7 separate regions of the Mus musculus genome follow, and all the other regions are linked to region 3. Evidence: chromatin contacts called from public Hi-C, HiChIP or PLAC-seq and promoter capture Hi-C data. All regions are on one chromosome and are shown on one strand. The core of a region is the stretch at or near the end of the contact, and the rest is flanking DNA. Distances in the headings are between cores, read along the strand shown. Region 1 holds the start of Zscan25 (zinc finger and SCAN domain containing 25). Region 2 overlaps Baiap2l1 (BAI1-associated protein 2-like 1). Region 3 holds the start of Trrap (transformation/transcription domain-associated protein). Region 4 overlaps Baiap2l1 (BAI1-associated protein 2-like 1). Region 5 has its middle 15 kb from the start of Gm33552. Region 6 holds the start of Arpc1b (actin related protein 2/3 complex, subunit 1B). Region 7 holds the start of Zkscan5 (zinc finger with KRAB and SCAN domains 5).

Region 1 (3,509 bases), core at 43-2,542, 510 kb after region 3:
TCTAAAACAACCCTCCTATCACAAGATGTTTCTTTGTTTTCCCAGAGAAGCCAGTATACATGTGTTTTGTAGGAATTCTGCAATAGTTAGTACACTAAAATGAGAAAGTTAAAAGCATACAGTCATTAGGCAGGCATGGTACTGACAGTATTTTAATCCCAGCATTTGGGAAGCAGAGGCAGATCTCTCTGAGTTCAAGGCCAACCTGACCTATACAGCAAGTTTCTGAACAGCCAGAACTACATAGAGAGACCTTGTCTCAAACAAAACAAGCAAGCAAGCAAGCAAGCAAGCAAACATACCAAGAAACAAGCAGAAACAGCTTTGGGGAGACCGTTTATTTTGGCTCACAATTCCAGATTACAGTCCTCATTGTAGGGGTGTCAAGGCAGCAGAAACTTGAAGAAGCTGGTCACATCGTATCCACAGTCAAAAGCAGGGAGAAATGAATTAGTATCTGTATGCTTACTGTTTATCTCCCTTCTTATACAGTCCAAGACCCAAACCCACCCATAGTAGACTGGCTCTTCCTGCATCATGCCCACAGGCCACCCTGTCCCGGAGGGATTGTCTAACACTTTATTAAGACTCTTCCAGTCGGGCGTGGTGGCACACACCTTTAATTCCAGCACTCGGGAGGCAGAGGCAGGCGCATTTCTGAGTTCGAGGCCAGCCTGGTCTACAGAGTGAGTTCCAGGACAGCCAGGGCTACACAGAGAAACCATGTCTCGACCCCCCCCCCCCCAAAAAAAAAAGACTCTTCCTAGATGATCCTAGATTGTCAAGGTACAGTTAAAACTATTACCTTTCTTAAAAGAACATATTGTCCAATTGCCTTCTAAATATTTATGTTTGGGGACAGTGCGATGGCTCATTGGGTCAAAGTGCATGCCCCCAAGCCCGATGTGTGAGTTCTATTCCTGGGACCTATGTGGTGGAAGGAGAGAACCCACTCCACAGGTTGTCCTCTGACACACACTAAATAAACCTAGACAAATGTTAAAATATTTATGTTTCTACACATAGACTAATCCATCTCTCAGACTAGGGCAGAAAAACTACTTTTTGTAGAGACTCATTAAAATATATATATATGGAATAAATAAATAAATAAATATATATTTATTTATTTATTCCATATATATATGGAAGTGCAATAGAGCCAGGAGATGGGAACCTGGAGTGGCCATGACCGACCATAGAGACATACCTCCTTCTCGGACCTCCGAGCTTCCTAGAGAGGAACCGGACGTCAGCCCTTTCCATAGGGCACCTGCTTGACAGCATCCGCCACCCACTTCCGGTCCGCGCAGGCCTGGGCAGGTGCTAAGCGCGCAGTCAAGGCCCCGGGCAGGCCGGGTCGGGGCGGGGCTGGACGGAGCAAGCTGCTGCTCGGCGGGGCAGCAGCGGGCCAGGGGTCGTAGGCTCCACGCACAGCGGTGATCTCAGGTAAGATCCATGCGGGTCGCGGTCGGGCCAGGCTGGGGGCCTAAGGTGTCCAGGACCCGCAGGAAGACCTTGACCCTGGGACTCCGAAAAGGGACGCTAAGCGTTTTTAGACGCAGATGCAAGACAGGGATGGGAAGAATAGCCACGCGGCGCCTTCTGTCTGCCAGAGGCCTGGAAGATCCACGGGGGCCGCTTGCCCCAGGGCACTGGCGGACCGAGCTAGACAGTAGCAGGGACGTTCGAGAAAGCTGGATGAAGCAGAACGATGAGTGTTAGAGGTGGAAAGATGAGGAATCAGTTTCACAGGCGGACAGAGAAATACCATATGTAACATAAGGACGTGGCCTGCCGCACCCTAGTTGCGCTAATGAGCACAGCGCCTTACTGCTTTGGGCTTGGGGCCTGTTTTGTCAGCCCGCCTGCCCCGGAAGTAAACAAGACTGATTCTGGTTTTTTTTTTTTTTTTTACGGTCTGCATCGCAGCCTCTTTTTCCTAGGGTGTTATGTTTGCTACTCACCTGTCATTCTTTCCTCCCTTTCTCTTTCCTCCTTCCATCCTCTTCTGCTCTCCCTCTTTTCCAGTTTCATCGTACCCAGGTTGGCTTGGATCTCGCCATCCTCCTGCCTTGGCCTCTCAGGCCACTAACGACAGGCCTGTTACATCTTTCTTTTTTTCTAGACAGGTTTTCACTATGTATCTCTGACTGCCCTGGAACTCACAATGTAGAGCAGGTTGGCTTCAAACCCATAGAGATCGGCCTGCCTCTTATTCCCAATGTTGAAATTAAAGGTGTGCACCAGTACACTCAACTTTTTCTTTCGTCCTTTTTTTTTTGATATATGTATATGTGTGTGTGTGTGTACGTACATGTGTATAATATATGTGTGTGTGTGTGTGTGTGTGTATGTGTACGTATATGTATATAGCTGAGTATAGTGGCCCACAACTTTTTTTTTTAAATTTGTTTATTTACTATATATAAGTACACTGTAGCTGTCTTTAGACACGCCAGAAGAGGGTATCAGATCTAATTACAGATGGTTGTGAGCCACCATGTGGCTGCTGGGATTTGAACTCAGGACCTCTGGAAGAGCAGTCAGTGCTCTTACCTGCTGAGCCATCTCTTCAGCCCATATTTTTATTTTTATGTGATGAGTTTTTTTTTTTTTTTTTTCCTTACTGCATGTATGTCTGTGTACTGTATGCCTGGAGTCCAGAAGATGCAATAGATTTTCTGGAACTGGAGTTACAGACTCCAGTCTGTAAGCACACACATGGTGAAGCACCATGTGTGTGCTGGGAAGTGAACCTGGGTCCTCTGCAAGGACAGCAAGTGCTCTTTAATTGCTGAGCTGTCTCTCCAGCCTCACCTTTCTTTTTAGACCCCAATGTTTTGGGAGGGAGTCAGCTATAGCTGCCTGCATATTCTTTCTGTCTCTTTTTTTTCCTATGGGCTTGGGGCCTGTTTTGACAGCCTGCCTGCCCTGGAAGTAAACGAGACTGATTTTACGGTTTGCATTGCCGCCTCTTTTTCTTCTGGTGTAATATTTGCTTCCTTTCTGTCATTCCTTCTTCCCTTTCTCCTCCCTCCATCCTCTTTTCCTTTCCTGTTCTTCCAGCTTCCAGTGTCTGACATTTTTGTACATGCATATGCTATGTCTTGAGTATATATGCCCTAACTCTCCTCTCACACCCCTCCAAGGGACACTCAAACATCTCCTCCCATTTTCACGACCTCTTTTTTCTTGGTCTGAGGGCTGATTTTACTGGTTGATCCTATGTGGGTCTTGTGTAAATGGCGTGGCTGCAGTCAGTTCACAAGTGCCATGGCTGTGCCGTGTCCAGAAGATAGCATCTCACTGAACTCTTTTTGCCATCTTCTGACTCCTGGGTTCTTTCTGTCCCCCCTTGCACTATGTTTCCCGAGCCTTTGCTTTGTGTGGGGTGTTGATAACAGATGTCCCATTAAGGGCTGAGCTCTCAACAATCACTCATTCTCAGCACTTTGACCAGTTTTGAGTCTCTGCATTAGCTGCAAGTAGACAGAGGCTTCCCTGGC
Region 2 (3,802 bases), core at 448-2,947, 450 kb before region 3:
TTTTCTCCTTCTTTTTCCTACCCACAGAAACAATGGTTTTACTGCAACAGATGCTAGGTTCTCATCATCCTAAAAAATATATTTCTGTAATCAAAAAGACTATTTTTTAATGGTGAGATGGCTCAGCAGTAAGAGTGCATCTTGTTCTTGCAGAGGACCTGAGTTTGGTTCCCAGCACCCATGCTGAGAGGCTCACAGCCTCTGTAACTTAAGCTCCAGGGCAGCCAATGTCTCTAGCTTCAGTGAGCTCCCTTACCCACACGCGCGCGCACACACATACACAATGTAAAATAACTAAATTGAAAACTAAAAACCGTTTCTCCTTCAAACCAGCCCTGAAGCAGCATTTCAACAAGACCCAGCCGAAGCCACTGTGAATTTGGAGGAAAAGATCTCCACCCTTCCCTAAACTCAGACGCAGAAACCAGTCTTCCTGGAGCCCCGGAGAGTACAGGAGCTTGGATTAAAATGGCTTCTGGTCCCTTCTCCTTGCCCACAGAGCAGTCAGAAGCTGCCCGGGCCGTTTTGTCCCAGTTTGTTTTTAAGTGTCTCCCTGTACGGGACATGGAACCCACGGCTAGGTAAGTGCTTTACCAATGAATCACTCCCTTAGGCTTTTTATTTTATTTTTCATTTTGAGGCAGAGTCTAACTAAGTTCTTCTAGGCTAGCCTTGATTTTGTAATTCTGCTTTTAGCCTCCCAAGTAGCTGGAATTACAAACCTATGCCACCAGGCCAAGCTGAGAAGTAGGTTATTTATTTAGTGCGTGTATGTGTCTCCATATGCTCATGAATGCATGTGTCAGAGAGAAGACAACCTTGGGTGCCATCCTCAGTAGCACCGTCCACCTCCACCTCCTTTGAGACCGGGCCTCCCATTGGCCTGGAGCTCGATGACGAGGTTAGACTGGCTGAGCCATGAGTCCCAGTGACCTGCCTGTCTCTGGCTCCTCAGCTTGTGCCACCACGTCTGACATCTGTGTATGGGAACTGGAGAGCAGACTCAGGTCCTCACACTTGAGATAGCCACTTTTCTCACTAAGCCATCTTCCCAGGCCCTGTTTTTCTTAATTAAGATAAAAAATTACATGTCTGCGTATGTCTGTGCATGAACATGACCAGTACATGCAGGTGCCCTGAGAGGCCAGAAGAGGACATTAGATCCCCTGGAGCTGGAGCTATATGCAGTTGTCTGATGGTGCTGGGAATGAAGCCCAGGTTGGTCCCCTGCACAACCAGCAAGTGCTCCTAACTGCGGAGCCAGGTCTCCAGACCCTATTTGCATTTTTTTCACATGCTTAGGAAGCACCCTACCACTGAGCTACATCCCCATACCTCATAGGTGGACCTTTAAGGGGAAGTAGAGAAAAAGATCAGAGGATTTATCATGTATAGGTGTAGCCAAATTATTATAGGCCAAATTCCTGTTCCTGTAATTTTACTGATTTCAGCATTTACTATAGAGTTTTAAAAAATATAAATTAAGGCTTTTACTGTATCGGCATGTAAACTGAAGCCATGCAATATTCTGCTATCCTGGTGTTTTATAAGACTGGAGAATTTACAGGACGGCAGACTGCATTTATATAGGCTTTTCAGGTCAGTACTTAGCTAATCTACCCAGCATTGTTAGGACAAGGGAAGGGAAGGTTATCAGCTCCGGTTGCTAAAGGGAGTGGAGCGGAGACATTTCAGGCTGTCCCCAAGGTCAGCATGAGTCAGACACAGTGTACACATCTCCTGCTGAGGTACTTCACTTCCTCCGCTCTAAATCATGGAGCTGTAGCTGGAACTGAAGGAAAAGCAACTCCACCTAAAAACAAGTGTGCTGCCAGCAAAATGTCGACTCAGTAGATGGTGTTGCAATGAAAGGTTTAAGCTGTAAAGTAAGATAAACTGAAGCGCACACTGGTGGGGGAGTTGCCTTCAGGATCACGCAACAGTTAACATTTCTGGTTTACACCTAAGGTAAATTGAGACTTTTGAAAAGTGACTGTTGACTTATATTTAAAACCATGTAACCTCAGTCTCCCAAAATAGCTTTGCTTTTATAATCAAGCTTAATTAACTTTAAAACTATGTAAGTTATCCAGAACTAATAAAATATGAAATAGTATTTTGATAACTTTGCCCTGCTTTGTGAGAGTTTCTGCTCCTTACTGTTTAAGGAAACTTATGAATTCTATTTAGTGATTGTTTAATCACCTCCTCAATCTAGAGTCCTCTACATATATAGCTCTACTGGATAATTTTTTGCTTGTTTCTGAGACAGTGTCTCATATGTAGTCCGGCTGTCCTGGAACACACTATGTAGACCAGGCTGGCTTGGAACTCACATAGATCCACCTGCCTCGGGCACTCATGTGGTTGGAATAAAGGCATGTATTATGCCCTACTGATAACATTTTTTATTGAAACACTTTCAGTGGATTCCTACTCTGCCAAAGCCTGCATGGGTCTCCCACAAGTCCATATTCCATATTATAATTGTTTTAATGAACTGCACCCCTTCAGATTTCAAGTCTGTGTGGTTCCTGCTTTGGTCAGTGCAGTACCAGCCAGCATGACTTGCATTGGAACCTAGTAAATGCTAGGCCATTAAATGCTGCTATAGTAAGGACCTTGATGGAGAAAGGTCACCTGAGGACAGAGTGTGTCAAGCAGAGTGAGCCCTGAGTCTGCAGAGAGCTACCTTGTCTTACAGGGGAAATTGAAGGTGGTGTCTTAAGCCATCAAATCTGTGGGACGCTGCAGTATTTTGTGCAATGGTAGGTGCCTGTTGCCACAGTGCAACACCTAGCTAAGCTGGCATTCTCCAGTCCCACGGTCAAAGCTTCTCCCTATGTTAGTGTGGTGTGCCCAGGGCTCATCTTTTCTGCTCGAAGCAGTGTCTGTCCTTATCTGTTAGCTTGAGCTCTTGCAAGGTCTCTTACTGCTCCAGTCCACACCAATCACTATTGCCCAGATCCCTGTGAGAATGATCTATATTTCTTTGTTAGTCATTCAAACAGTGCACGGTCTTGCCTAGGCCCTGTTTCTGGGTGGTTATCAATGTATTCTAATAGCATTCAGGGTTTTTTTGGTTTTTGTTTTTGTTTTTGAGACAGGGTTTCTCTGTGTAGCCCTGGCTGTCCTGGAACTCACTCTGTAGACCAGGCTGGCCTTGAACTCAGAAATCTGCCTGCCTCTGCCTCTAGAGTGCTGGGATTAAAGGTGTACACCACCACTGCCCGGCAGCACTCAGTTCTAATGGGAGTGCAGGAGTAGCTGCTTATCAGTCTTCTCAGTGGAAACCTTTTCAAGACACCTAGCAACCTGGGTCCTGAGTTTATTTACTTTTGTTGGGGATTAAAATTAGGGCCTCATTAACACTAGACTAGTACTTGTGCAGCCTGTACGATCCTGCAGGCACACCCCAGCTAGCTGATTGCTTGCCTGAAGTCTCACCCCCCACCCCCTTTTTCCCATCTCCATTTCTTACCACCTTTCCACTCTTGCTTTCACTGTCCCCGAGACAAGTTCTTGCTAAGTTACACAAGCTAGCACAGAACTTGTGACTCCCAAACTGCTGGGATTATAGATTTATGCCACCAGGCCTGGCTTCAAATTCAGTTTCAATGAAGCACTTATTTTGAAATGAGAATCTAAACCCAACCTTTAACATAGATGTTCTTCCACTGAGGTTAAAAATACTATTTTTCACGTTACTATGAAAATGACATACCAGCAAGGTGTTATAGTGGCTCAGTTGTAATCCTGGCACTTAGGAGGGTGAGAAGAGGGACTGCCTGAGTTCGAAGCC
Region 3 (3,490 bases), core at 132-2,631:
TATCTGCCCCTATCCCAGGCTGGTCTCGAACTCAGAAATCCGCCTGCCTCCCCCCCCCCGGCCCCCCCCCCCCCCCCCCCCCCCAGTGCTGTGATTAAAGTCTTGCAGGAACTACTTCACTCTCAGGCGGCTGATCAGCAATAGAGCGCTGGCCTAGTGGATGTGAAGCCCTAAGTTCAACACCCAGCATTGCTGGAAGAGGAAAAATAAAATCTCAGGGAAGGAAGTCCAGCCCTGAAGGCCACACATACACACACACACACACACACACACACACACACACACAGCTGGCCTAGTGGATGTGAAGCCCTAAGTTCAACACCCAGCATTGCTGGAAGAGGAAAAATAAAATCTCAGGGAAGGAAGTCCAGCCCTGAAGGCCACACATACACACACACACACACACACACACACACACACACACACACACACACACACACAGTGAACCAACTGGAGAGGTATTTCGGGTGTCAATCACCCTTCAGTCTGGTTCCTGCGAGGAAAAGGGACACGGGGTTGGGTGTGGAGGCGATGACGAATCTTGAAGCTGCAGCAGCCCAGAGCCCCACCGGCCTAGGTGCTCAGCAGATAGGTCACCCAGGCGATGATTTAAAAGGACAGCACGCCCACCCAAGGCGGCAGACCGCCCCTCCCTGCCCCGCTGCCCGCCCAGGCCGCACCCACTTGGGGGCGGTGCGCCCGAGCTTAGTTCTGGTGGGCGGACGCCGCGGCTTTAAGCCGGGGCGGGACTGAGCGAGGAGCAGCAGCGGCGTCGGCGGCGAGAGTTCTTGGGGACTCGGGCCCGGATGCTGGGGGCTAGTCGGCAGGTCCCGGTAAGCGCAAGGGAGGGCGGGTGAACGGTCCCGGGAGATGCACGCGCGTGCGTGTCTCAGGCGTGGGAGAGAGTCGGTGCAGCACGACGGCTCCACGGAGAAGTGGAGAAGGCTGTCCCTGCTTGACCGAGGTCCTTCCGGCCCCCCAGGAGCCCTCCTAAACTAGATCAGCCACACTGCAGCATTTAGTCCTCCGCGGCGCCGGGCTGCGCTGGAGCGGATGGAGGGACGCGCAGCGCTAGCGGCCGCGGAGGTTGGCCCTCGGCGCTTGCCGTAGCTCAGCGGCCTGCTGGGGGGCAGTCGCTGAGAGTCCCGGGAAGGATCGGCGACAAAAGGAGGGAACCCGAAGGCCGTTTGCGACGCGAAGGGATTGAGTGAGGAGTCGAGGGGGCTGCGGCACCCCACCAAAGCCATCCTGGCATCTGCGGGCCTCCACGCAGGCTCCTGGCTCTCTGGGCCAGACGCTGAGAGTGAAGGTAGCGGCGGCTACGGCGCCCCCTGGCGGCCCGGAGGCGCGTTGTCCAGCCAGCCGGGCGTCGTGGGCGGGGCGGACCCGATGGAGGACGGCGGGCTGTGGGGCCGTTTGCCTTTTCCTTACCTGGGTGGGGACTCCGTGGGCTCGAGGGCATCCAGGCCTGAATCCATATCCTCTCGAAAAGCTCAGAACCTCCTTCCAGAATCCACAGGCGGATAGGGTAGCCCCCTGCTTTCAGGTTCTTGGCCCAGGGAGAAGCTAGGCCTGGTCCCTGGGAGGATCGGGTGGGAGCTCGGAAGTGGCACTTTTACTGAGTGGCTTATAAAAAGGAGATTAAGTGTCGCAAAAGTTTGCGCAGATGATTGGGCTATAGCTCAGAGGGTAGAGTGTCCCCCTAGCACACCAAACCCTGGGTTCGATTCCCCAGAACCTCCTAGCCCTGGGGTGATGGTACACAGGCCTGTCAGGGGTCGGGGCTGGAAGCTCAACAATCAAGGCCAACCGTACATCTACATCAGCCTGCTCCTCCTACCCGAGCTACACAACACCGCCTCCACAGCAGAAAAGCTAGATAAAAAGTTTGGCCAGGATTAGGGCTTCTGTTTTGTTCTTAAGAATGCCTTGACCCTGAGTCTAGTTAATAGTCGGTGAGTATGAGGGACCTCCAGTGTTTGAAGGAGGAACTCTGATAGGAAAAGCAAGAGTTTGCCAAGTCACGGTAGCAAGGCTGATAGTATCCTTAGCTTTTCTCTTCTCTCCCTAGGAACAGGGTCTCTGGTATTATGTAGGCCTGGCTGGTCTAGAACTCACAGAGATCCACAGAGTCCTGGGGTTAAAGGCGTGCACTGGCACACTCAGCTTTTTATTTTTTAAGCATTTGCTTGTTTGTGTATGTGTGTTCGGCATGCATGTGGAGCTAAGAGGTCAGCCTGTGGGACTCAGTTCTCCCCCTCCACCCTGTGGTCACATATCAAGATAGGTCTCCAGGTTTGGCTCCAAGCGCTTTACCTTATGAGCCAGGAGTCAACGTTCCTGTTTTCCAAGTCACTGTGGTGCTTTTAAAGTATGCTTTGGGGCCGGTGAGTTGGTTCAGTGGGTAAAGGTTGCTTGCTGCCAAGCCCGATGACCCGAGTTCAATCCCTGAGACCCACACGGTGGATGGAAGGAACAGACGTCCCACAAGTGGTCCCCTGACTTCCTCATGTGCTGTGTGGCACACACCTTCTTCCACCCCAGTTAAGAAAATGTAATGATAAAAAGCATGCTTTGTGTTTTGTGCCTCGACTGTAGATAAGATCCACAGTCTTTGAGGTAATGCTTAGGAGAATAGTTTATTATTTATACAATACTGGGGGATAAAACCCAGGACAAGGCTCTACCATGATGTAGTGTGTATATTTTCCCAAGGTCTCAGGTAACCCTGACTAGCCTAAAATTCACTATGTACAACAGGCTGGCCTCTTGTCCCCTGCGTGCTGGGATTAAAACCATTTGCCCCCATGCTTAGCTGGTTTTATATTTTCTTAAACTGGTTGGGGTGGGATGGGGGGAGTATTGAAGAAGAGTAGTATTTCATGATGAATTCAGATTATGCAAAAGGTGTCCTTAAGCCCTCCTTTTTGTTTTGTTTTTTTGTTTTTTGAACACCGCTGTTGTCATTCATTTATGTGTTAGTGACTCCTTCCTGAGTGCTGGGGAACTGGGTAGACATTGCACAACTACAAAGATTCAAACATTTCCTGTGTGGCTCCCCCCACCTCCTCCATGACACTTTGGAGATAGTGTCTTATGTGTCCCAGGCCCCCATCTGTACTTCTCCCGTGCTGGAGAGGTTGTGGGATTACTCCGCTTTATGCAGGGCTGGGAATCAAGGTCAAGGCTTCATAAACATGCTAGGCAAACCCTCTCTCCACTGAGCTATAGCCCCAGCTCTCCCTCCATTCTGCACAGCTCGTTGTACAAAACGTTTGCGATCTCCTGGTTTGTTGAAAGAAGGCTATGTAACGGGAAAGAAAAGCTTCCATGTTGAAGAGAATGATGTTGAAACAGTGCATTTGGACACACTGTCCACAACAAAAACAACCCACAGAAAACAGTGATTTCCGCAAATCCTTTAGAGCTTGGGCAGTGGAACAGCTCAGCAGGTTTCGGTTCCAATCACCAGCCCTGATGACCTGAGTTC
Region 4 (3,949 bases), core at 1,074-3,573, 490 kb before region 3:
ATTTTGAACGTATTATATTAACTTGTTTAGACCATAGCTTTGATGACAATCAGTTTATGGCTAACCTTGTTTCATATACGCGCTCACTCAGATTTGCAAGCCAGGCCTGCATTATGTTGAAGCAATTCGAAATCATATCACCTCTTCTTCTTTTAGAAAAAGGTCTAATGTGTAGTCTAGGCCAGCCTCAAATTTATGATCCTCCTGCTGCTGTCTTCCAGGTACTAGATGGCACCAGAGCTTTCTAGTGTGTTCTTTCAGATTTCTATAGTGCCATCAGTGGGAAAAACTTATTATGTTGGAATACAGTAACAATGACATTTCTAAAGCAAAGGTAGTATGGTCAAGCAGAGCATCAAACATCTGCACTGTCAATTCTAGTTCAAAAGGAAGACAGAAGATGGGAAAGGTTAGGAATGGGGGTCTGGGAATAGGAAAGGAGGGCTCATGGTGTGTCTATTGAAGTCAGTCCTGGTCCTTTGGGTCAGTTTGAACTAATGCATACTAGTAAGCATGTAGAAAGGAAACTGATCCTACCATCTTGCTTCTCTCGATCATGGGCGATGGCTGCGGCGTCCCGGACACGGGGGTGGAGATGGGCGTCTTTATCTCTTCTATCATGTTCATGATTTTCTCTGGGACTTTTGTGGCATCACAACAGGTTTCCTGCCACCGGGGCAGCTTGGAATTAAGTAACTCTGCAGACTATAAATACAGAAGAAACAAAATTAAAGGCAAAGGCTCAGCGTTATAAGAGCTGATAAAGACTACTTCAAATAGCATCTCTACAGACATCTTACTGATTTGCCACAGGTGTGGGGCTCACAGTCTAACTCAGCAGTTTAAGCAACTATGAATATCTCCTGTGTCTCAGTTGCTGAAGAGGCAGACTCAGGACCTAAAGTAACTTACCTGCTTCCTCAGCATGAAGACAGAACTTCCAGGTAACACAGGACCATAAATGAGTGCATGGTTAGTGTGTGTGTGTGTGTGTGTGTGTGTGTATGTATGTATGTGTGCACTCATGTACATCTCAAAACCAAAACCAAAACAAAACAAAAAGCCATTCAAAAGCCAAAAGGGAAGAGGCAAGCAACCAATATGAGTCTCTCATTTTCTAGATGTCCCTGGAAATGACAATCCCCATCTTCCTACTAGTCCTTCTAAAATCAACACGTGTACTGTGGTAAGAGGCCCAAGAGTGAAAGTGTTAGGCAAATGAATCAGACTTTGTTCCAGGAAGTCCATCTGTGGGAAGAGCCTGCAGGTGGAGAGGTGGGTGGGCGAGCAGGTAGGAATCTGTGCTAGGAGGGCTCCTGTCATCGTCTAACAGGCTCGCACAGTTGACGGCTGGCAGCACAAAGAGACAGATGGGCAGAGCTGAGACACTGCACATTCTGGAGGTTGAAGCTGAGGGGCCATTCCTGCCCCCATAGCCTGGCTCTGCTCCTGTAGTGAGCCTCTCAGTGAACCGTCTGTGCAGGGCAGTGCTCTGGTCTGACAAGGAAGCAGGGCTCCCTCTCTGAAGCTGCTTTGCATGGTAACAGCTCTAGTTACTCTTTTGCAAGCACACACACTTCTGACCCTGACACACTGGGGAATGGGGGACTAAGGACCACCTGCTAGCACTGGCTAGAGGAAGGACTAGCATACATCCCTAACGGCAACAAGGGAAATCCCGCCCGCAGCAGCTTTCAAAGAGCTGAAGATGCTTCTGGTACAAAAAGAAGCAGGATTGGTCTGTGCTGCTCCACAGCGTACTACTGGGACCCAAGTAAATCTAAGAAAGACACTGTCGGTAACTAGAGCTTCCTGAAGATAGCCCAGGTTAGCTCCTGATATAGTGGGGCATTGCCATAGGAAGAAAATAAGGTTGCTTGCATCCTCTGCAGCTGTGATCCTGCCATTCTGCCGCAGCAGGAGGCCCTCAGCATGGAAGCACACATGCAGATACTCAGCAGTGCTGACCTGGTAAATTCACTGTGGTCATCTACGGATGCATCTACACCAGGGCAGACACAAAAGCCAGCACCGAAGACAGCAGTTCTTTTTCTTTATAACCGTTTAGACCTTTACGTATCTGATTCAGGAAGCTGCATATTCAAGTTACAAAACTTACAGAATGTGTGACACATGCACAGAAAAGGGCGGGGTTCTCTCCCCGAGGAAGAGTTGGCTTATGGTCTAGCTCTTGCAGAACTTCTATTCTGGAACACTGTCTTAAATCACATGCTTATGAACAACAGTGAATGTTTGACCTCAATCATGCTGGCTTGGGATGCTTACAAAGTCTCAAGAGAATTAAAAGGAAAAAAAAAGAGGAAGGGAAATTGATCATGCTGTGTAAGTGTCGCTGGGCTCTACTCTAACAGCTGCGTCTGTAAGAAGGCGGGAACCAAGCCAGCCGTTGTTAAGGTGATCATGAGTGAGCACTGTAAACAAGAGTGAAAAATAACAAAACCCAACGTCATGATGGGTGTGAATGGAGAGGGGTATCTGTGGCCTCGGGTAGAGGTGGCTATATATAGATCCATGTTCATCTAGAACCACCCAGAGACTGGGGCTAGTCAAGGCAGTGACACCCAGGATACACAGGCGTCTACAAAAGTTGATTTTTTTAGATTGTGTCTTTGTTTTTGAGACATAGTTCAGGCTGGCCTCAAACTCACTATATAGCTTAGGATGGCTTTGAACTTCTGACCTTCGTGGCCTCACTTCCTGGGGCTCACTGGTGTGCACCACTAGCCCTAATTTATGAGGTGTGCTAGAGATCAGACCCAGTGCATGCCGGGCAAGCTGAGTTACAACTGCAGCCTCAAAGGTGTCGTTTTTTAAAAAGGATTTTAAAGTGGCTATTTGGTCATCCGTTCCACCTGTACTGCGGCAAGGGCCCACTGCTCACCTGTGCTACTCTGTAAGGAAAGGTGTTTAAGGACCTTCCGTACAAGATAAAGCCACCGGCACACTTAGTGCAATGTGTCGCACACTCACCTGCATGTGATAGTAGTGTATGTGACTGGCAAAGCTGCAGTGCTTGTCCACCAGAAAGCAGAAGCGCCTTTTTTCCTCAAGCAGGGCTTCTTTGCAGCCATCGGCAATGAACTTCTGGATCTCACTCTGGCGAGACGTCACCGTCTCCACATACTATGGAAATAAACAATAGAAAGATGACAGGAGGCACCTGATTGCTGCATGGCATGACACTTCTCAACTGCCACCTTTATACCTGTTTAGTTTATTATGGAGTGAACACTAAATGCAGATAAACACTGCACAGAATACGTGTAAGCTGGCCTGAGAGAATACCGCCATCATTAAGTCACTGACTCATGCAGGGAACGTCACCACAGAGCAGCTGTCCTAATACAACTCTGTACTCTAGGGATGACTAGGGTCATCTTAGAAAGTTCCAAGCTTGATCACAGTTCCAGGTGCCAATCATAGGACTTAGCCTGAGCCTCATTTTCCCATGGTAAAGTGCGGACAGTGAGGCCTCGTGTGGTGAGGCACACCTTCAACAACAGCACTTGAGGGGCAGAAGCAGACAGGTCTCTGCCAGTCCTGGACTAATCTGGTTTACACAGAGATCCTGTCTCAAACAAACAAGCCAAGCAAGCAAGAAAATAAAAAGGAGGGACAGTCATGCTGATCACAAAGGTCGCTGAGGTTCTTTTCCCCGAGTTAAGGGGAGATGCCAGGAAGTACCTTGTGCCATTACCTTAACTCTGAGAAATGCTGCATCACTAAGATTTCCAGCACGTTGTTTTTCTTTTCTTTGAGACAGGGGCTCACTATGTAGCACAGGCTAGCCTAGAACTTAAGACCCTTTCAACTCAGCCTTGAGAGAGCTGGGGTTCCTGGCATGTGCTGCCACACACGGCCTGGGATGCTTTGTTTCATTCGGCAGTAGCAGAGGACAGGCCGCAGGTACAGCTGGCCGCGGTGAGCC
Region 5 (3,952 bases), core at 452-2,951, 360 kb before region 3:
GCAGAGATGACCAGGCATCACTCATAAGCCAAGGAATAATGTAGACTCCCACAGGAGTGCTGTTTAGCAAGGTCTATGTATCGGTTCCTTTTTTGGTCACTGTGACGAAGTATCAAATGGAGCCACCTGAGCGGGGAGGTTTGTGTTAGGCTCACAGTTTCAGAGAGAAGACAGCTATCATTCATGGTGACAACCCATTTGGTTGGGCCGGCTAGCCAATTTGATCAAGGGCTCAGCCTCCATTACATAACTTATGTAAAAGCTACGTGTGCTTCTTATGCGCTGTGGCAAGCTAGCCCGCCATATCCCGATTTTTATGTCTCGAGGAGGATGGGATTTTATGTATTTCATGCTGGCTTTGAACTCATGTGTTCAATGGTGGCCTTGTGCGCCTGGTTCTTCTGAATGCTGGGATTACAGGTGTGCACCAGCCACCACACTTGGTTTTATGCATTGCTGGAGATAGAATCCAGGGCTTTATGTGTGATGAAAAACATTCTTCCAGCTCAGCTACATGCCAAGCCCTGACTTTTCCTCTCCTTATAAGGAATTATGCTGGAATTTCTACCACACGCTCCTGGGCGCGACAACGGACACGTGTATCTTGGACTCAATTCTCATCTTGGCCCTCTTGAGTCATTGGATTTTCTTGTTGTAGGTCTGCTCTCTCTGAGAAGTGATCCTCTGAAAACTCCACAGTACCGAATGTGCCGTGAGACCAGCCCGTCACAATGGGTGGGGAACCATCTGGCGGTTCTGGAATCAACAGCACACACTTCCGCTAACACCAGGTTGCTTTAGTTCCTTTTCTGTTGCTGTCATAAAATGGACCAAAATCAACTTGAGGAGGGAAGAGTTTATTTGGTTTATACTTCTAGGTATAGAAGTATAGTCAGGGAAGTCTGGCAGAAACTTGAGGGAGAAACCATGGAAGGATGCTGCTTGCTGGTTAGCTAGGTATCTTATATAGTCAGGACCACCTGCCTAGGGAATGATGCCACCCACTGTGTGCCCAAGGGAATGATGCCACCCACTGTGTGCCCTAGGGAATGATGCCACCCACTGTGTGCCCTAGGGAATGATGCCACCCACTGTGTGCCCTAGGAAATGATGTCACCCACTGTGTGCCCTAGGGAATGATGCCACCCACAGTGTGCCCTAGGGAATGATGTCACACGCAGTGGGCCCTCCTACAACAACTAAGACTTAAGACAGTCCCCTAAAGACAAGCCACAGGCCAATTTGACCTAGGCAATTTCTCCATTGAGGTTTTTCTGTCAGACTTTAGGTTGTGTCAGGTTGACAGTGAAAGCTAACTAGGTCACCAGGATTTGTGACTTTCCCTAAATGCTTTGGATGGTTTCTGGTAGAGCTGAGGCCGAGACAGGATGAGAAGTTACTTGGCTACTCTGGGATGAAGGCTGCAGGGATCTCCCTGCCAAGCCAGGGTGAGGAAGCCATTCTTGTTTCTCAAAGGATCTTCAGCTTGCTTGGTGACAGAACGGAGCCCTGGAGTTCTGCATTCTTAATGTTCCTACTATTACTGAGATGGGCTTATCTCCTCCCCAAAGTGCCCAGGAAGTCACCCTGGTGCACACTGCACTTTATGCTTTGCTTCAAGGACAAAGCTGGAATGAAGCCCTGGCACAGCCCAGGGCCTCGTCAGACTCCCTCCGGCCCCACCCTCCCTGGGCACTTTGCACATTCAAAAGCTGTTTTTAAAAGTAGCAGCGCATTTCATTCTCTTTAATGCACTTCCAGGCAGCACAGATGTGCATCAATGAACGAATGTTCCCTGAACCAAAGTGCTTCTCTGGGCCTCCTGATCCTCTCCCCTGGCACCCACTCCCAGGCCAGGAGCAGCCTATGAATCATGCATTAGTTCCCGTGATTGCTGCTCATAGAGATGGTTGGTGGCATTTGCAAAGGGAGGGAGAGGAATTGTATAGTACCGGGAGTTGAAAGGTCTGGATCTTGTTAAGTGAGAAGTGTCAGAGGTCAGGAGACAGGAGCTTAGGTGGGCAGGATGGCTCAGGGGATTAAGGTGTAAACTTGACAGCCTGAGTTCGGTCTCCAGAAATGGATGCCCTGGTGTGCATATATAATCCCATGAGGGGATGTTGAGGCAGGGAATCAGCCTGCATGGCAGGAACAACAAAAAGGGACCCCGCCTTAACCAGGTTGAAGGAGAAAAAAAACCAACTTCTGGAAGTCTGGGGCTGGAGAGATGCCTCAGTAGGTAAGAGCACATACTGTCTTCACAGGACACAGGTTGGGTTCCCAGCATCCACTTCAGGTGGCTCACAACCATCTGAAACTCCAGGTCTAGGGAGCCTGATATCCTCTTATGGTCTTCCAAGGTACCTGCACGCCTATCCACGGACCTGCACAACTACACACAATTGCATATTAAACATAAATCCCTGAGAATAAGGAAAAGTCATCCCCTGACTTTCATATGTGCGACGACTTCCTCTCTCTCTCTCTCTCTCTCTCTCTCTCTCTCTCTCTCTCTCTCTCTCTCACACACACACACACACACACACACACACACACACACACACACAGAGGTGAAGTTTACAGCATCCAGAGAAGTAGCACCAGTTCCCATGGCAACAGGGCCCTGGCCTTCCTGTACATGTCCACAGATACACCAGGTTTTATACTAAATGGAAAAGAGGGTGGTCCCATACTGAGCCTGATTTACACAGGAGAGAGCCAGGAAGGGAAGCAATGGACACAAAATATACAACAAGATGAAAGAGAAACACTCCAAGAGAGGGCAATCACACTCAGCCAAATTAAAAAGGGTGTCAGTGTGGCCATATGGAAGCTTTCTTATCACATCAGCATCATTGCACACGGCCCATTAAAATACATATAAAGGCGAAAATCCAGCAGTGTGGCCGTCTGTCTCTGAGATGTGTCAGCCAGACCGACAGATGACTGAGGAAAGACATTTGATATTTCTGTCATTTGCAAAAATACAGTATTTTGATCTTGAGGGGGAGGTACAGATATTCAGGATTCAACTTTTAATGTGATTTTCAAAGTTTTGAGGGTTCTCTCTCTTTTTTTTCTTTTTCAAGTTAAAAATGTCCCTGGGAAGACATGAGTTATTAAAAGATGAAAGTGTCTTTCTTTAGTGAAAGGACGGGAAGACATGACAATATCAATGAAGCAGGCATCCTCAGTAGCAGTGGTCTGTTTGGGAAGAGCCTGGTGACATGAAGGGTCCTCAGGTCCCACAGATACATGTCACCCCCCCCCCCCCCCTGACACCAGACTCTGGCTTCAAACTCAGTCCTCAAGCTGAGGATTAAGGGTGTGCATCTCCACACCTGGCTTTATGGGGGGTTGGGGATTGAACCCGGGGCCTCATGCATGTTAGGTGAACGTTCTAATAACTGAGCTACATTTCCAGTATCTTCTTTCTCTCTTCTTAAAAATTGCACACTTATGTATGTATGTATGTATGTATGTATGTATGTATGTATGTATGTGTGTGAGAGGGGGGGGCTCATGCCCATGAATTCATAGGCTACAGAATGTGCAAATCAGAGGACAACTTGTGGGAGTCAGTTCCCTTCCCCCATCACATGAGTCCCAGGAATTGAACTCAGGTGGTCACAAGAACCCTTACCCATTGTGTTTGTGGTATGAATTGAGAGTGGCTCAGTGGTTAAGAGCACTGACTTCTCTTCAGAGGTCCTGAGTTCAATTCCCAGCATCCACATGGTGGCTCACAAACATCTGTAATGAGATTGGATGCCCTCTTCTGGTGTGTCTGAAGACAGAGACAGTGTATTCATATATGTAAAATAAATAATTAAAAAAAAAACTCATATATTTGAATACTTGGTCCACAGCATGGATCAAGATGTGAGCTCTCTGTTCCTCTACTCTAATCCACTGAAACCACAGGCCAAATGAAATGTGTTCTTTTATAAGT
Region 6 (3,614 bases), core at 974-3,473, 350 kb after region 3:
ACGCATAGAAGCACACTTGCATGATCTGTGTTTCCTCATGGCTTCAAAGTTTTCAGTCTATAGTCACTTGGCTCCACAGCTTGTGGCAGCACAGAAGGGTGAGGTGGAGGCCAGCTACTCACCTCAGAGCAGCACCTCACACCAGACAGAGTGAGCAAGTCAACACTACCTACAGTGACTTTCTTCTCAAGAGGTGCAAGCTCCTACCATCGCATTCAGAGAAGAACTGAATAGACTCACCCTCTGTGAGGGGCTAGGGTCTGTGTGGCTCAGTGCATGTGTAAGGTCTTGGGTTATACCCACCATCATAAAGCAAAACAAAACAAAACACCTGGTCCATGAATCTTAACCCTCTTGAAAGACGCTTGAGCTTAAGCTGACCAGAGCTGACCAGTGAGTGCTCTGGTTTTCTCTGCAGGATTGTCTTGTCCTATGCTCTGCTCTGAGGACTCCCCTCCGCTTGAGGGTTACTGCCCTCCAGGCATACAGCTCACCCAGAGGGGCTTCTCTGTAGTGGGCCACTTCCTAGAGTCCTGGGCTTGGTTTTGCTTTGTCCATCCTCTGAAGACACTGGGTCACTTTAGGTTACTACCCCGGGACAGAGAACTGTAGGACACCACAGGCGTATGGAGTCAGATCACTCAAGGCCTCCTGGGGCCATTGCTGGGCTTTTATGGAGCTGAGCGAGCACGGACAGATTGCCAGCCAGGGATGCCCTTGACCCACAGGGCTACAGATACAAACCTACAGGAACAGCAAAGCAGGGGGCGCAGGATCATGGCTCCTCTGTGTCTGTGGCAGGAGGATGACTCGTGGAAACCTGAGCTAAATCTTACTGAGCTGGGTGGGTCTGGTGGCACGGGGAACTGAGGCAGGAGAATCACAAGCTCAAGGCCTACGTAACTTCAAGTCCAGCCCCAGAAACTTAAGGAGACTTAAGTGAAGGCTGGGGATGTAGCTCCGTGACTGAGCGTCTGCTGTGTGTGCAGGGCCCTGAGTTTGAATCCCAACACCATTATATATGTATATGTGTGTGTGTGTGTGTGTATACACACACACACATATACATAATCACTGAACATGGGCAGGGTGTTCACTGCAGCAACTGCTCCAAACTTAGAGTATTTTATTACACCAGGCATGATGATGCACTGCTTTAATACCAGAACTCAGAACTTGGAGACACAGACAGAGGCGGATCTCTGAGTTCAAGGGCAGTCTGGCCTACAGAGCTAATTCCAGGGCAATCAGGGCTACACAGAGAAACCCTGGCTCAAAAAAAAAAAAAAAGTATTAATTTATTTACTTACCCTGCGTGTGTGTGTGTGTGTGTGTGTGTGTGTGTGTGTATGTTTACACACTCTAGTTCACTATGGCTGGCATGTGTGTGGAAGTCAGTGCTGGGAGTTCAATTCAGGTCCTTAGGCTGGGCAGCAAGCACCTTTGCCATCTGAGCCATCTTACTGGCCCATTTCTTTGGTTTTTTTGAGGCAGGGTTTCATGTAACCCAGGCTGGCCTTCATCCAGCTCTACAGCCAAGGGTGAACTCGAATCTCATCTCTCTTCCTCCATCTCCCCAGTGCTGGGATGACAGGTGTGGGTTATCACAGGCACCTCTAAGCCAGAATTAGTGATACAGGAGATTGCTGGGAGTCTAGAGAGGAGCTCTCAGAAGGTGGGAGGCACAGCAAAAGGAACTTGAGACGCACCTAACCTGGAAGACCCTTGACCCTGGAGCATCATCACCTGACTGCAAAGCTACTCAGCAACTTGGAGGGAAGTGTGTGGACTTCCGAAGCGAGAAGTCACCTGGAGTGGCAGTGCTCTTCTTCCTGGACGCCAGCGACTCTGCCATCTTTGGGACACAGAGTCTGGGGAACCACGGCTGGGGTGCACCTAGAGTGCGAGGGGCGGGGCAGGAGTCATTAAGTTGCGGGGTGCCTGCGTGTGGCCTCAAAACCTTTGAATTCTTGGTTGCCCGATCTCGGGCTTCCGCCCTCTAAGCGCCCCCCCCCTTCTTCCAGCCTCAGTTTCCCCATTCAGAAAGTAGTTAGGGGCAACAGCGTGCGATCTCCGAACGAATTCTGGGCTGAGCTGGACTTAACTGAGGTCCGGGCGGCTTAGTACCCCGAGGGGTGGGCGGGCCCTGAGATCTGGCCACAGCCGCCCGGGTCCCGCCCCCGGTCCCTGCGGGGCTGTGCCCGAAGGCCCCGCCCCCCGCCCACGAGGAAGTGGCTGCGGCGCTGCGCGGGTCTCAGAGCCGGTTCGGCGCGTCGACTGTCCAGAGTCCGCGGCCGAGGAGACCCGAGGTGAGGGGCGCGGGGTGGTCGCGAGGTGTGTGTGGTGTCTGAGGCCACCTAGAAGTCAGGGGACTCGAGGCGATGTTCGACGGTGAGGGGGATGGGGATGAGAGAGGAGTGGAGAGCCGTGTGCATGGGGGCCTGGTGGGGCTCCCGGCGAGGGTGGGGCTGGCAAGGAGCTAGTGGGGGGCGGCGTTCTGGGGATGCGGGGCGCGGTGGGAAGAATCGCAGAGATTCCCCGCGCACTCGACGCCATCGAGACGGCACAGCCCCAGCCTCGCGCCCCCTCTCCGCTTTCCTGGCCCCGCTTTCGATCCCCGAGACCCGTGTCGCCCCGTTACTTTGGGCGCAGGGCCCCACGCTCAGTCACTTCCCCCTCGGTCCGCAGCCTTCCGGGTTGTTGCGACCGGGAAATGAGCTAGCACCCCTGCCCCGCCTCATCCCCCAGTGACCATACCCGGCAGGGGTCCAGGTTCCTGGTTCCACCCAGCTTGGGCGAGCGGACCCTGGCGGCTCGAGGGGCACCCAGCCAGGCCACCCCGGACAGGGCAGGTCCCGGTGGGGCCCGCAAATAGGCTGGAATCCTGAACTGGGAGCCAGCCCAGGTGCTGGCCATGAAGCTTGTTCCCGCGAGGCAGCTCCAGCCTGGGGCGGTGTGGCTGCTGACGCAGTCGAGCCACCTCGCCTCTCTAGAGCTCAACTTGCCTTGCCTGGAAAATGGGGACCTTCCAGATTTGGAGGCTTAGCTGCCAAATGTGGCTAGTACACTTGGCAGAGTGCCTGCTTGTCTGCTGCTGCAGACCTTATTTCTGCACTCCTTTGAACCTGGCCTTATGAGGTGGGAGGGTGGGGTGGGGTCCGAAGCTGCAGCCCTGCGGGGCGACTTGGAGGGAACAACTTCTTCACGTGGACAATAAAAAAGGAATAGATTTACCACGTGGGCTTCTACTGTAAGAGAATGTGCGGGGCTGGGAGATGGAGCATTGAATAAAAGCACTGACAGGGGTGGAGTTGGGGAGGGGGAATCCTGAGGGTCTGAGTTCGAATACCCCGACACCCATGGGCACTCAAAGACACACAATGAAGCGTGCAAGGCAAAGGTCTGTGTGAATGAAAATTTATTTATTTATTTTGGTTTTTCGAGACAGGGTTTCTCTGTATAGCTCTGGCTGTCCTGGAACTCACTCTGTAGACCAGGCTGGCCTCGAACTCAGAAATCCTCCTGCCTCTGCCTCCCGAGTGCTGGGATTAAAGGTGTACGCTGGTGATTCTTTTTCACTCTGGGTTGTTTTGTTCTTTTAGGCAGGGTCTCCT
Region 7 (3,830 bases), core at 475-2,974, 440 kb after region 3:
GCCTGAAAAAACAAACAAATAATTTGAAGTGCATTAGTGGCACACACCTTTAATTTCAGAACTCAGAAGGTAGAGGCAGGCGGGTCTCTGTGAGTTCTAGGGAAGCCTGGCCTACGAGAGTTCCGGGCCAGCCAGAGGCCAGAAAGAGGGCATCGGATACCCTAGAACTAGAATTACTGAAGGTTGTGAACCACAGGAGTGATTTAGAGTGAGATGGCCCGCTAGACAGTCCCGGGTACACCTCAAAATACAGTTTGCTTCAGTCGTGGATTTGAGAGATGCCCTTCCCTCCGCCCCCAGTGTTGTGACCTTAGTTCTGTAACTAGGTCTTCCACTGATGGCAGGGGTTGCAATTCCACGGTAGTCTGTTTTGGTGGGCCCCTGAAGTGTGACAACAGGTTCTCTGATACTACCAGTATTCGAAGGACTTGGAAAATGATGAAAACGCCTCAAGAGAGGGGTAGATAATTTAAAATGGGATTTACAATTTAGGGTAACAGGCTTTAAGCAAAACTTCTGTCTTCAAACTATTGTTTCTCCCCAGCCGCCTGGCTGCCATGCTCTGGGCGCATCTTTCAGCTTTTCAGCCGATACAGCAACAGGCGCTTTTTTCCCTCTGCTGCATTCGTTTTGTTTGTTTTGTTTTTCTCTTTTTTTCTTCCTTTTTCTCTCTCTTTCTTCCCTCTGCTGCATTCGTTTTGTCTCTTTCTTTCCCTTCCTTCCTTCCTTCCTTCCTTCCTTCCTTCCTTCCTTCCTCCCTTCCTTCCTTCCTTCCTTCCTTCCTTCCTTCCTTTCTTGACAGGGTTTCTCTGTGTAGCCCTGCCTGTCCTGGAACTCACTTTGTAGACCAGGCTGGCCTTGAACTCAGAAATCCACCTGCCTCTGCCTCCCAAGTGCTGGGATTAAAGGCGTGCGCCACCACCGCGCGGCTTGTTTTGTTTTTCAAAAGCTAGTCAAGTGCAGAAGCAATAGAAAAAAAATACGAACAATTAATTGATATAACTTTCGGACTAGACACCCTGATGCCCTTTAACATTAAAAAATTACCTAATGCCTGCGGGGAAGGGGCTTACATGGAGAGCTGTGGAAGTCAAAGGACAATTTTTGGATGTCTCAAGTCCAGGGATCAGCTCATGTCATCAGGCTTGGCAGTAAGAGCCTCTATCACGGAGCCAGTCAGGTCTGCCTCCCCGGCAGCATATTAATAAGCCCTGGAGACAGAGAGCCACAGCCATATTGGCTAGACTTCGCGCGCAGCTCCTTGGGAGATGTAGTCCCGAGAGCCTCAGCCACTCTAGGGCAATAAAGAATCTTTGCGTGTTTAGAAAAGTGGCCAGGATGGTGCAGACCTACTTCAATTCCAGAGTGCTGCGGTGGGTGGGTGGGTGAGGCTGTGCTCGACCAATCAGAGGAGAGAGAGGGTGGACCTATTTTGTTTGTTTGTTTTCCCCGACCGGCCCCCTAGATTCCTACCCTTGAGCTAAGCCCATGCTCTGGTTTTGGGGGTGGGAAATAGATTAGCTCTATTTTCCCCAGGCTCTTGTAGCCTCTTGCTTGAGGGTGACTGATTGGTCAGCTCCACAAGGGGGCGGGCTCAGGAGTAGCTCCTCCTTCCCGCTGTGCTGCTAGGACCTCCGGGATTCCTAGAGAGGCTGCGGAAGCGCTCTTGGGGGTGGGATTTATGGCTGAAGCTCGTACTTGGTTACTTCCGGCGATGAACTGTTGGAAAGTGTCGGACTTGCCTCTCTCTTGGCTTGTGAGAACTCCATCTTCCAAGCCTGGGCTGCGGGGAGTTTGATCTTTGGGTCCCCGGGACTTAAAGACTGGAGAGGAGCTGGTAGGACATTGTGTCCACACTGGAGTCCTGTCCCTAACCTTGACCCGGCTGGTCTCTGTCTCCAGGTCAGGAGCTATTACAAAGAATCCAGGTCCAAATTTTTTAGTATAACCGTACTTCTCATAGAACTAATGAAGTCTTTCGTTTATCTATCAAGCTCTTATGGCTTGAAAGCCAGAATGAGATATGACCATTTTAATGGGTTTCATTCCTATACTGACTTCAGTTTGGCTTATGATCGAGAGAAGAAACGACTCCGTCTGGAATAATTTTGTCCCGTTATTTATATGAGATATGGACTTTCTCATTTTTAAAACTGTTTTAAGTTGGGCCTGATGTCACTTTTTAATGGCCTTTTTTTTTTTTACGTTATTAAAATCTGGACGTAGTCGCTATTAGCTGTTTTATGGGAGAAGTGATGACTAACTTCTCTATATCTTAAAGTGAATGACTTTGTTGAGTGGTTTTTCTTTAGTCTAGATGACGTCGTTGCCACCTCTCTTAGCTAATAATAATTCCAGACATTCCAGTAAGGTTGTTCACTACAAAAAGTGCCCTTTAGAAGAGCAGAGAACAAATCGGGTTAGTGTAACGGGCTAGAGTCTAGAGACTCTTCAGTTGGAATGATAATGACAGAATCCAGGGCAGTTATACACTTAGAGCCTCCCGCTGAGACTTCGCAAGAGCAAGCAGACCTTCTCATAGTGAAAGTAGAAGAAGAGGACTGCTCCTGGATGCAGGGATACAACCGGCCAGTGCTTGAGACTTTTTACCAGCGCTTCAAGCACTTCCAGTACCATGAGGCAGCAGGACCCCGCGATGCTCTCAGCCAGCTCCGGGTTCTCTGTTGTGAGTGGCTGAGGCCGGAGCTGCACACCAAAGAGCAGATCCTGGAGCTGCTGGTGCTGGAGCAGTTCCTCACCATCCTGCCTGAAGAGTTTCAGGCCTGGGTGAGAGAGCATCACCCCGAGAGTGGGGAAGAAGCCGTGGCTGTGATAGAGAGTATCCAGAGAGAGCTGGAGGAGCGCAGACAACAGGTGCGTTGCAAGAGGAAACGGGGACAGTGAGGAAGGAGCTGCCATGCAGTCTTAGCCCTGTGGTGCTTCAGTCGTTCATATTCTGGCTTTGCTGTTGTTTTTGAGACAGCCCCACTATGTATCCTTGGGTGTTCTGGATTTCACTATGTAGACCAGAGATCTCTATGTAGACTCGAACTCACAGAGATCCACCTGTGTCTGCCCCGCCCCTCCAAATGCTAGGATGAAAGGCGTGTGCCACTGTACCCAACATGTAATGAGTTTTAAAGAATAATGTGTTTCTTCCTACTCCTGCCCTTCTTCTTTGAAAATTAAGCTCACGTTCCCTACTTGTGTTTCTTTTCTTTTTACCCTTTTATTCCATTTATGTGAGTACATCATAGCTGTCTCCAGACACACCAGAGGAGGGCATCAGATCCCATTACAGATGGTTGTGAGCCACCATGTGGTTGGTGGGAATTGAATTCAGGACCTCTGGAAGAGCAGTCAGTGCTCTTAACTGCTGAGCCATCTCTCCAGCCCCCAGGTTAACTCTTTATTTCCTGGTTTCTGGGTTTCATGCTTTTAGAATCCTTTCTTCACTGCAGTTTTTGAAAACCTTTCCTCAGTCTGTTTTAAACTCGCTTTTTGACAGACTGCTTCATTTAGAATGTGTTCTGATGTACTGCCTTTAATATGGCTTCAGCTATTTTCTCACACATAGCTATACCACTACTTCAGCAACTTAAAAAAAAAGATTTTAGATTTTTAGAATTATTTATTGTAGCTGGGCATGGTGGCGCATGCCTTTAATCCCAGCACTCGGGAGACAGAGGCAGGTGGATTTCTGAGTTCGAGGCCAGCTTGGTCTACAAAGTGAGTTCTAGGACAGCCAGGGCTATACAGAGAAACCCTGTCTCGACCCCCCCCCCAAAAAAGAATTATTTATTGTGTATGTATAAGTGTTCTGCCTGCAG

The links. Promoter capture Hi-C pulls out the DNA fragments that hold promoters and counts their contacts. Hi-C and Micro-C count contacts between places; a contact is called where the count stands out from the background. HiChIP or PLAC-seq counts read pairs in DNA pulled down with a chosen protein or histone mark. Capture Hi-C pulls out chosen DNA fragments and counts their contacts.
Region 1: a Hi-C map of CD8 T cells shows a contact between it and region 3, with 2.7 times the contacts expected there. The contact joins the promoter of Zscan25 here to the promoter of Trrap in region 3. A contact is called at or near these places in 2 of 484 Hi-C or Micro-C datasets (both in CD8 T cells), 1 of 115 datasets of contacts at active chromatin or transcription factors (memory CD8 T cells) and 2 of 9 other capture datasets (adipose tissue and liver).
Region 2: a contact with region 3 is called in a FOXA1 HiChIP or PLAC-seq map of pancreatic cancer cells. The contact joins the enhancer-like site here to the promoter of Trrap in region 3. A contact is called at or near these places in 10 of 39 promoter capture datasets (the 3T3-L1 cell line, 3T3-L1-derived adipocytes, the HPC-7 cell line and 7 more) and 12 of 115 datasets of contacts at active chromatin or transcription factors (bone marrow-derived macrophages, embryonic basal ganglia, embryonic forebrain and 6 more).
Region 4: a contact with region 3 is called in an H3K4me3 HiChIP or PLAC-seq map of bone marrow-derived macrophages, with 4 times the contacts expected there. The contact joins the enhancer-like site here to the promoter of Trrap in region 3. A contact is called at or near these places in 15 of 39 promoter capture datasets (the C10 cell line, the HPC-7 cell line, HPC-7-derived erythroid cells and 9 more), 3 of 484 Hi-C or Micro-C datasets (the G1E-ER4 cell line, the N1E-115 cell line and nephron progenitors), 17 of 115 datasets of contacts at active chromatin or transcription factors (the 230-238 cell line, bone marrow-derived macrophages, cardiomyocytes and 9 more) and 3 of 9 other capture datasets (adipose tissue, liver and macrophages).
Region 5: a contact with region 3 is called in an H3K4me3 HiChIP or PLAC-seq map of stem cell-derived neural progenitor cells, with 25 read pairs. The contact joins the enhancer-like site here to the promoter of Trrap in region 3. A contact is called at or near these places in 5 of 39 promoter capture datasets (cranial neural crest, embryonic stem cells, liver and 2 more) and 12 of 115 datasets of contacts at active chromatin or transcription factors (embryonic basal ganglia, embryonic forebrain, embryonic limb bud and 5 more).
Region 6: a contact with region 3 is called in a promoter capture Hi-C map of the HPC-7 cell line. The contact joins the promoter of Arpc1b here to the promoter of Trrap in region 3. A contact is called at or near these places in 13 of 39 promoter capture datasets (the 3T3-L1 cell line, the C10 cell line, the HPC-7 cell line and 9 more), 6 of 484 Hi-C or Micro-C datasets (CD4 T cells, CD8 T cells, LSK cells and 3 more), 6 of 115 datasets of contacts at active chromatin or transcription factors (bone marrow-derived macrophages, effector CD8 T cells, embryonic stem cells and 3 more) and 3 of 9 other capture datasets (adipose tissue, liver and pancreatic islet).
Region 7: a promoter capture Hi-C map of liver shows a contact between it and region 3. The contact joins the promoter of Zkscan5 here to the promoter of Trrap in region 3. A contact is called at or near these places in 7 of 39 promoter capture datasets (the C10 cell line, cranial neural crest, frontonasal cranial neural crest and 4 more), 1 of 484 Hi-C or Micro-C datasets (erythroblasts), 3 of 115 datasets of contacts at active chromatin or transcription factors (the SCID.adh cell line, bone marrow-derived macrophages and memory CD8 T cells) and 2 of 9 other capture datasets (adipose tissue and liver).

The regions. Positions count from the first base shown.
Region 1 is chr5:145,279,179-145,282,687 of GRCm38.p6, forward strand. It overlaps Zscan25 (zinc finger and SCAN domain containing 25), which reads left to right and starts at 1,293. Exons shown (of 6, transcript NM_001081431.2): 1 at 1,293-1,449. Gm38740 (a long non-coding RNA gene) reads right to left here and starts at 1,871. Exons shown (of 2, transcript XR_868692.2): 1 at 1,211-1,871; 2 at 328-408.
Region 2 is chr5:144,320,139-144,323,940 of GRCm38.p6, forward strand. All of the region lies in intron 2 of Baiap2l1 (BAI1-associated protein 2-like 1), which reads right to left. Among named protein-coding and RNA genes, the nearest start is that of Dmrt1i, 36 kb to the right of the region's middle. Within about 2 kb of position 1,698, at least 66 of the 459 cell types and tissues checked have an H3K27ac peak or open chromatin away from gene starts, as enhancers often do. A contact at or near this core is called in embryonic stem cells, pancreatic cancer cells and trophoblast stem cells, where this site is marked.
Region 3 is chr5:144,767,413-144,770,902 of GRCm38.p6, forward strand. It overlaps Trrap (transformation/transcription domain-associated protein), which reads left to right and starts at 1,382. Exons shown (of 71, transcript NM_001081362.2): 1 at 1,382-1,435.
Region 4 is chr5:144,281,453-144,285,401 of GRCm38.p6, forward strand. It overlaps Baiap2l1 (BAI1-associated protein 2-like 1), which reads right to left. Exons shown (of 14, transcript NM_025833.3): 7 at 2,992-3,144; 8 at 538-705. Among named protein-coding and RNA genes, the nearest start is that of Gm15708, 6.4 kb to the left of the region's middle. Within about 2 kb of position 2,324, at least 93 of the 459 cell types and tissues checked have an H3K27ac peak or open chromatin away from gene starts, as enhancers often do. A contact at or near this core is called in adipose tissue and bone marrow-derived macrophages, where this site is marked.
Region 5 is chr5:144,410,165-144,414,116 of GRCm38.p6, forward strand. No RefSeq gene overlaps it. Among named protein-coding and RNA genes, the nearest start is that of Gm33552, 15 kb to the right of the region's middle. Within about 2 kb of position 1,702, at least 16 of the 459 cell types and tissues checked have an H3K27ac peak or open chromatin away from gene starts, as enhancers often do. A contact at or near this core is called in neural stem cells and stem cell-derived neural progenitor cells, where this site is marked.
Region 6 is chr5:145,112,033-145,115,646 of GRCm38.p6, forward strand. It overlaps Arpc1b (actin related protein 2/3 complex, subunit 1B), which reads left to right and starts at 2,224. Exons shown (of 10, transcript NM_023142.2): 1 at 2,224-2,309.
Region 7 is chr5:145,202,835-145,206,664 of GRCm38.p6, forward strand. Zkscan5 (zinc finger with KRAB and SCAN domains 5) reads left to right here and starts at 1,725. Exons shown (of 6, transcript NM_016683.2): 1 at 1,725-2,874. The coding sequence starts at 2,461. It also overlaps a transcript of Zkscan14 not described here.